Linked DNA regions of Bicyclus anynana: region 2 is linked to region 1. Evidence: chromatin contacts called from public Hi-C data. All regions are on one chromosome and are shown on one strand. Each heading gives the region's core, a stretch centred on a gene start, on an enhancer-like site or on the middle of the called end of the contact. The rest is flanking DNA. Distances are from core to core; before and after follow the strand shown.

Region 1 (3,626 bases), core at 124-2,623:
TGATGGACTAGCCAGAGGATCCCGACGGCTGCGGCCAGGCACATCCTCTAGCAGGTCTTGACAACCCATGAGCCTCACTTCCAATGTACCCGTCACTTGTACACAGGGACTGATCATAGGAGCCGGGGACATGAACTGGCTTCTTGATCCCCCAGCACCAGTCAGGCTGGTGTACCCGGGACTAGACCCAGTGCTACGCAACTCATGCCCTAATTCTATAAATGCTGCACTCTCGGCGGGGAGTTCTTGGCGGCGCATGTCTAACGATCTGCGCAGCAAATCTAACTTTTGAGTTGAATCATGCAAACTCGTTTGGGCTTCTTGAAGAGCTTTCTTATCAGTGACCTTCTTGTCACTCTGTAGGAGTCTTATGGCGTTTTTGGAGCCCTCTACCACAGCTGCCTCTATGCGCAGACGGTTCCTTAGCTCTGCGATCCGTTCATCAAGCAGGGGCTCGACTCCACTCATGTCAATGTTTCTTCCATCTCCGTTGGCACTTGCACTGTCACCTTTTTGTTGCTTGCTCAATTTGGATATTCGCAGCTTAAGATATTCAATTTTATCCTTGGAGTCTGCCAGCATCTGGTGCGCCTCCGCGAGAAGCTTTTTATCGCGCGACTGGTTGCTACTGCTGATGCTCTGTATCATGTTTTCGGCTCCTTGTTTCACTTTCAACTCTATATTCAATTGCTTTTCCAGCGATGCCAACTTACGGTCCGTGGTGCCTTCTCCCAGTTGGCGTTGTTGCTGCGCCGCTTCGGATGCCAGTATGATCTCCTCATCGTAAGACAAGTCTTCCGGCGACGTTGGAGTCGACTGGCCGCGTGATAGCAGTAGTTGCGACTCCAAATCTTGCAAGTCAGACTTGAGCTCGTTAAGTTTTAAATTGGCTTTTTTCACAATATTCGCTACATCCGACAAGGATTTTCGATCGGTGGCGACTTCGCGTAGCTTTTCCGCGCCTTCCTTTATTTTGAGTTCTTTACGTATCTCCCTACGTATGACATCCTTGAGTTCTTCCAACTTAGACGGCAAAGCTATTTCTGGAATACACTCAGTCTTAATTCCGTACTTGACACCCAGTCTAATATAATCACTGTGGTAATAACCTGGGTCTGCCATAATTGAGGATGCAGTCTTAACTCTAACGTCAGTTAACCATAATTATGTGAGAAAATATCACTACTATTGCTTTTTGATCACAACTCGTAGGCGCCTATGTTGCTAACTAAATTACAAACACACTTTGCAATTTTATAATAAGTCATGTTGTATATACATAGAAAATTCTTTTATTAAATTAAATTAGAAAACAATTTATAAACAAGTTGATCGGTCAACGAAACCAAGAGACGATGGAAGTGGATGAAAGATCAAAGACTACCATAGACAAAGATAATGGATCTACACCACAGGCTAGAAAATAGACCATAGTGTTACATTATGGGCTATGACTACGTTCCACTAAGCGATCATAATGATAATGGTCACGACCAGTTTTTACCGTTCCACTTGCAGGCGAGATTTTATTTCTGATTTTGTAGGTACCGGGGGTTTTGGACGAACGCAGAAGTATGGCCTATGGGGCCCAAGCACAAGAAGATTTTTTTTTTATTCTTTACAAGTTAGCCCTTGACTACAATCTCACCTGATGGTAAGTGATGACACAGTCTAAGATGGAAGTGGGCTAACTTGTTAGGAGGAGGATGAAAATCCACATCCCTTTCGGTTTCTACACGGCATCGTACCGGAACGCTAAATCGCTTGGCGGTACGTCTTTGCCGGTTATGGCCGTTCTGAAAGGGTATTTTGGCCTGAGTATCAGGCGCCTCCGAGATCGTAAGTTAAAAAGATCACGTACGAAGGTGAGGACTTCGTTTTCGCCGGCGAAGACAAGGTGTAGCCTGGGATGCGTTCTCAATCGTTATGTGGTCTTGGATCATAAAGGACGTTTTTTGGACGTCTAGATCTACAATCGGCGTTGAAACCAGGGTTATAATTCCAAGTTAAAAGGTTGGGCTGGGTGACGGCTCTCTCAAAATAAGTTTTCGAGAGGTGTTCCATATATTGTACTATATAGGGAGATGTCTATAAGTAAGTCGCTATCGCTTAAAAACTACAGAGCGCCCGTGGCCAGAGGCATTAATTGGTTCTTAATGACCTGGAAGGGAATTTAGATACATCTTTGGGCGGTGGGCACTGCGCTTGCGTAGATCACTATTGAGATCGATGCAGTTGCATGCGGGCGTTGCAATCATGTATTCAACGCTTGGCTCCCATGAAAGGATATCCATGATCAAACTTAGCTGGTTGCTCACATCCTTCTCATTTCTCATCACTATTCAAATCAAAAATCATGTAGACAGCATGGGAATATTCCTCAGATCAATTACAAAAGGACCTGACTCGCTAGAAGTTACCCCTCTGTAAAGATCGAGAATCAACGAGCTAACGTGATTTATAAACTATTGATAAAGAATCGATATTTCATTGTTGAAATCGTTTTCATAAAAGTTAAATGGCATAAAAAACGGTCAACTTCTAGTTTAAGTCTGATCATGGTCGGATATTGTAGTCCAAAGAATTTATACTGCTGTACAGCCACAGAATATACTTTAGAGATATTTAAAATCAGACCCAAAAGAAATATCTTCACGGAGATCCAAGGAGGATCAGACCAATTATATACCTTTGTCCTCTATTTAAATTTAATGAGTAGCTTTTCACTTCTTGTATTTTTTTTACAGAATTTCAATAAATAATTATTATATCTTGGTTTGAGTACAATGTTATTTGTTCAGAAATGTAGTTTCTGCATAGAATTAAATGTACTTGTACCGAATCGTAAATCTATGAGTTTTTGTGATTTTTATTACTACAATAAAAAATGTATCTGTCAAAGGATTTAGGATGCCTCCTGATGCCTCAGACAAGTAATTGGTCTGAGATTATGTGCCCTGCCCTTAGACCATTAATAATGGGCTGAGGCCCTGCCCATCGGTCCTCATCGTCGTGCTGTGCTGAATCATGGAGTAATAGATTCTTTGTGTATGTCTGTCCCGTGGGATGGATGGCGATGGATATACTCTGTTGTCACGTTGTCACTCGTCGTGCACTCGTCTTACCTTACGTCTGTCAAAGTCAATAACATTAACACTATCTCTTCTCCGATAGCTGGGTCATCTTTTTAATGGAAAATAATGCCAGTGAAGGTTGATATTACTCCTCCACCGCCAGCAAACTCAAAACAACCTGGCGTTACGAAATCTCTTCTGTACAACGGTTCCAAATTTCAAGGGCACCAGAAGTCTAAAGGAAATTCTTATGAGGTCGAAGTTGTGTTGCAGGTTAGTAAAACAAAGTACGCAAATAGTGAAAATACGTTTGTAGAGTGTTATTTTTGGAATCTTCTAGAATATTTTGTTGCTAAGTTTCTTTCTGTCTCTATTAAGAATAAATTACATGTGATTTTCTCACAGAATAAGGTTGGCTACCGAAATTTTGATAATAAGTTCATATTAACCTACTTCTAGTATTTTGTGACTAATAATTCGGAATTATTTACAGCATGTCGACGAAGAAAATTCATACCTTTGTGGATATTTGAAAATTAAAGGTCTAACAGA
Region 2 (3,828 bases), core at 303-2,802, 380 kb after region 1:
CTCTGGCAGTTCATGCTTGACATCAAGAATTGTTTTAAGTTCAGCTTCAATTGCTTCATCATCTTCTTCAGTCAATTGTCCTGAAATTAGCTCATCTATTTCTCTCTGTTTCTCAATGCCTTCTTTTGTTTCATCCAATATCTTTTCTATTTCATCAATATTGAGGATATCATGAACTTTCTTTAAAGCTATATTTCCAGTCTTCAAGCCATCAAGCACCTGAAAATAAAGTTGTTAGTAAATTGATTTACATCTATCCCATCTGCCTTAATTATTAGTAGCATCCCACAGTATAACCTGCGTAGTTCCCATTCTCATTGGGGATAAAATATATTATGACACTCATAAATACAGTGGCTTTTTGGTAGTAAAAGAACTTTCAAAATCGGTGCAGTAGATCCAGAGATTAGTAGTTTCTGAGATAAGTGCTATCAAACAAAAACATTATTAGTATAGACTAAAGATAAGATAAAACAAAGCCCCTAAAGAAATGGAGTATGTCAAAGAGGATTAATTCAATGAGTTGTCATGATTATGATTTTATATAAAGGCAGAGGGTTGCATATTTTGCAGACTCCACATATTAATGGTATAACAACAAAGAGATGATAATAAATCTCTCCACCAACTCATTCTCTGTTGACGAAAAACTCAAAAAACTACTGCATCAATGTAGTTTCACCAATCCTAGGCTGCCCCAAAAAGCGCTTGTTCGACATCATACATGAGGACTTGAGAGCCAACAAACTGAAGAAGTTGGATGTTTAAGATTGGGCAAAGTGGGACCATGCTAGGAAAAAGAAGAAGATAGTGATTTCAATTCAATTCTTCATCGGTTTATCTTGCCAGTCTCAAGTAGATGGAGAAGGCATAAAGGCGATTGTTCAGTGAAGGCTGATAAGTTACAGATAGTCAAACATAGCGATTTATAAAGTAAAGTAAAGCTTAGCAACAATAGTTATGATGGTAGGGGACGGTTAAGGGATTTTAACAAGAAATTAAGTTATTTTTACCTGTACTTCAATTTGTGTGAACTCTAAATCATGTGTAAGCTGTTCTAATTTCTCCAGCTGTATATCAGCATTCTGCAAAAGATTTTCTTGATACTTTTTCTTTTTCAAAAGTAACTTCGCCTTGTCGCGTTTATCTTCCGATAAAAGTTTCTTTGCTAACTGCCTGTCTCTTTCGAGGTTCAGCTCTATTTTCTTCTGATACTGTTTCAGCTTATCTCTTTGTTGTTTGAGCTGCAGGACGGCTTTATCCTGCTCTGTTACTCTACTTACAGGCTTTTTGCTTTTGCTAAATAATCCACCCATTATGCTTAGCCTAGTCAGATGAGTTACAGTTTTACGTTATTTTTGGAAACAATATTTACACAATAGAAACATTACATAGACGGTCTATGGAATGTGTTATGACAAAAAAAATTACAAATTTTTGTTCTTCTACTGTAAGTTGTAACTATTTTTATTAATTTACTAAAAGATAGATACCCAAGATAACAAACAAATAAAAATATTTTTTAATTTTTTTCTAAACTGGCCCACAGACATCAAAATTAAAATAAAGGCTACCACCACAGCCTAAATAGTCAGACAGCAGCAGCAGAAACGTCAAATAACTGGGCCATAGAGTCTTCATAGAGTAGTCTTACATCTCCTCAGAGAAATCAGAAATGGACCTGCCTCGCTAGCCGTTACCCTTCTGTCAAAGATCAAATGCGTTACCCCCGGTGACGTCGCTGATAGGCTGTACAGACTACTTTAGTAATAAAATTGAGTACGAACAATTTTTGGGCAGTAAATACAGAATCGTAAGCCTATGGGTAATCCAAAAATTGTTTTTTATCTATGGTATCCATAGCTAAAATTATTATTGTTATATTATTGTTACAGGGTAAAATCAGGGTTCCCAACTTAGGGGTTTTCCCCCCAGATTTAGGGGGCAAATAAGTGAAATGGGATTTTTTTAGGGGTCTGAAATGTTTAGGGGTATTTTCAGGGATTTTTTTACTTTTTCGATATTTTTAAAATGATGATAATTTTAATATTTCTTTCTTGACCTAGCGACTTAAAACGATATATAATACGTTATTCTACAACCACTCTGAGGCAACTGGCGGCAATTTTCATCAAATAAAAAAAAATTGTTAAATTTATTCATTGTCAACATGATTATGAATTCAAAAAATCTGAATCTTCAGATAAAGACGTAATATTTTGTCTGTATTAAATAAGACTTTTGAAACATATTACAGCATATTATTTCTAAATTATTATGAATTTATATTTTTAGGGGGACATCTCAATAATTAAGGCGATTTTAGGGGTTTTTGACACAAACTTTAGGGATAAATATTTTGGAGAGTTGGTAACACTGGGTAAAATGAATAGAACCTTTTTTTTGCTATAAAGGTAGAGCCAAGTGTCTGGCGAATCAGGATAACATTCCTCCTAATAGGCCAATAAAAATATAAAAACAATACCTACACTTCATACATATAGGGATAAAGGTCTGGTTCCTTGAAACCTGCTATCGCCCAAAGCCACCACGGTCCCAGCTACATAGGTGGCTTTCTTTTTTTTATTCTTTACAAGTTGGCCCTTGAAAGCGGGCTAACTTGTTAGGAGGAGGATGAAAGTCCAATGTTAGGAGCAGACAAACTTTCAGCTTTTATAAAATGACGAAGGTATCACAGATTATTTTCAATCAGCGGACGCCCGCGACTTCGTCCGCCCTTAGACTTTTTAAATCCAGCCCTTACAGTAGTATCGCAGTAAAAATGGAGTAACTTCTCTAGTTTTCCCAATTTTGCCCTTAACTGCTCTGCTTCCATTGATCGTAGCGTAATGAAAAGTATACTATAACCTGCCCAGGAGTATGAAGAATCACAAAGTACAAAGTTTCGTTAAAATCCGTCGAGTAGTTTTTATTTCTATAACAAACATATAGACAGATAGACAAAAAAAATTACTTATTGCATTTTTGGCATCATCACTAATCACCCTTTATCCCCTTTATCATCATCACCATCATTTATTACAAGTAGGTATAGATATCAGCACATTTTTAGCCTCCAAATCTGTGGGAATATGTATGTGGTAAAGGCTATGGGAGGTCAATAAAATAAAAACAGTATATATTTTTTTCATTATAGTATAATCTATCGTAGTTCACACTATTAACTCATACACAACAAATTAATCACAATATCATTTAGCGAAATAAAAGATCGATAAATACCTGATGATCACTCCTTAGACGAATCTGGTATTACAGAAAATAAGTCCACATAGATAAAACATTTGAAGAACTACATTTACACAAACTTACAGTCTAAGTAGAATTTTAACAAATTCATTTTTATTGTATTAGAATTGTTTACATGCATTTGCCTAACGTCAAAGTGGAATTATAAAAAAACGTTATACACGTAAAATATACTAGGTCACCTCGGAAACGACGTCCAGGAGACGGATATAAACGAACGATTCTTCTGCCTCTTCATTGCTGCTGTTCTCTTAATTTGATAAGTACCTCATTGTCTATGGTTGAGTCGCCTCCATCGATGTGGATCTTCCTCTGTTGGTTTTGCAACTGAAAAGTCCATCCATTTGCTAAAAACGAGAATGTTACCACTTTTGTTGCAGTGGAACAAAATACAATGATTGAAAGGGTCTAGTTAATTACAAAAATAAATATATTTACAGTACATTTACATAAAATGAGTATATGTAATTTGAAATCAATCATTTTATTTTTTCACATTTTGGGAAAAAGGGTATGAATTTAGATAAATATTTGAATGGCCACAAGTGTGCTAAAAAA

Evidence for each region. Hi-C and Micro-C count contacts between places; a contact is called where the count stands out from the background.
Region 2: a contact with region 1 is called in a Hi-C map of whole body, with 4 times the contacts expected there. The contact joins the promoter of LOC112050501 here to the promoter of LOC112051512 in region 1. A contact is called at or near these places in 2 of 2 Hi-C or Micro-C datasets (whole body and whole larva).

What each region holds. Positions count from the first base shown.
Region 1 is chr11:11,853,345-11,856,970 of ilBicAnyn1.1, forward strand. It overlaps LOC112051512 (serine/threonine-protein kinase N), which reads right to left and starts at 1,374. Exons shown (of 2, transcript XM_024090184.2): 1 at 1-1,374. The coding sequence starts at 1,122. LOC112051518 (glucose-induced degradation protein 4 homolog) reads left to right here and starts at 3,103. Exons shown (of 4, transcript XM_024090190.2): 1 at 3,103-3,347; 2 at 3,568-3,626. The coding sequence starts at 3,201.
Region 2 is chr11:12,234,648-12,238,475 of ilBicAnyn1.1, forward strand. It overlaps LOC112050501 (charged multivesicular body protein 6-A), which reads right to left and starts at 1,553. Exons shown (of 2, transcript XM_024088775.2): 1 at 1,014-1,553; 2 at 1-219. The coding sequence starts at 1,316. It overlaps LOC112050499 (luc7-like protein 3), which reads right to left. Exons shown (of 9, transcript XM_052884226.1): 9 at 3,377-3,828.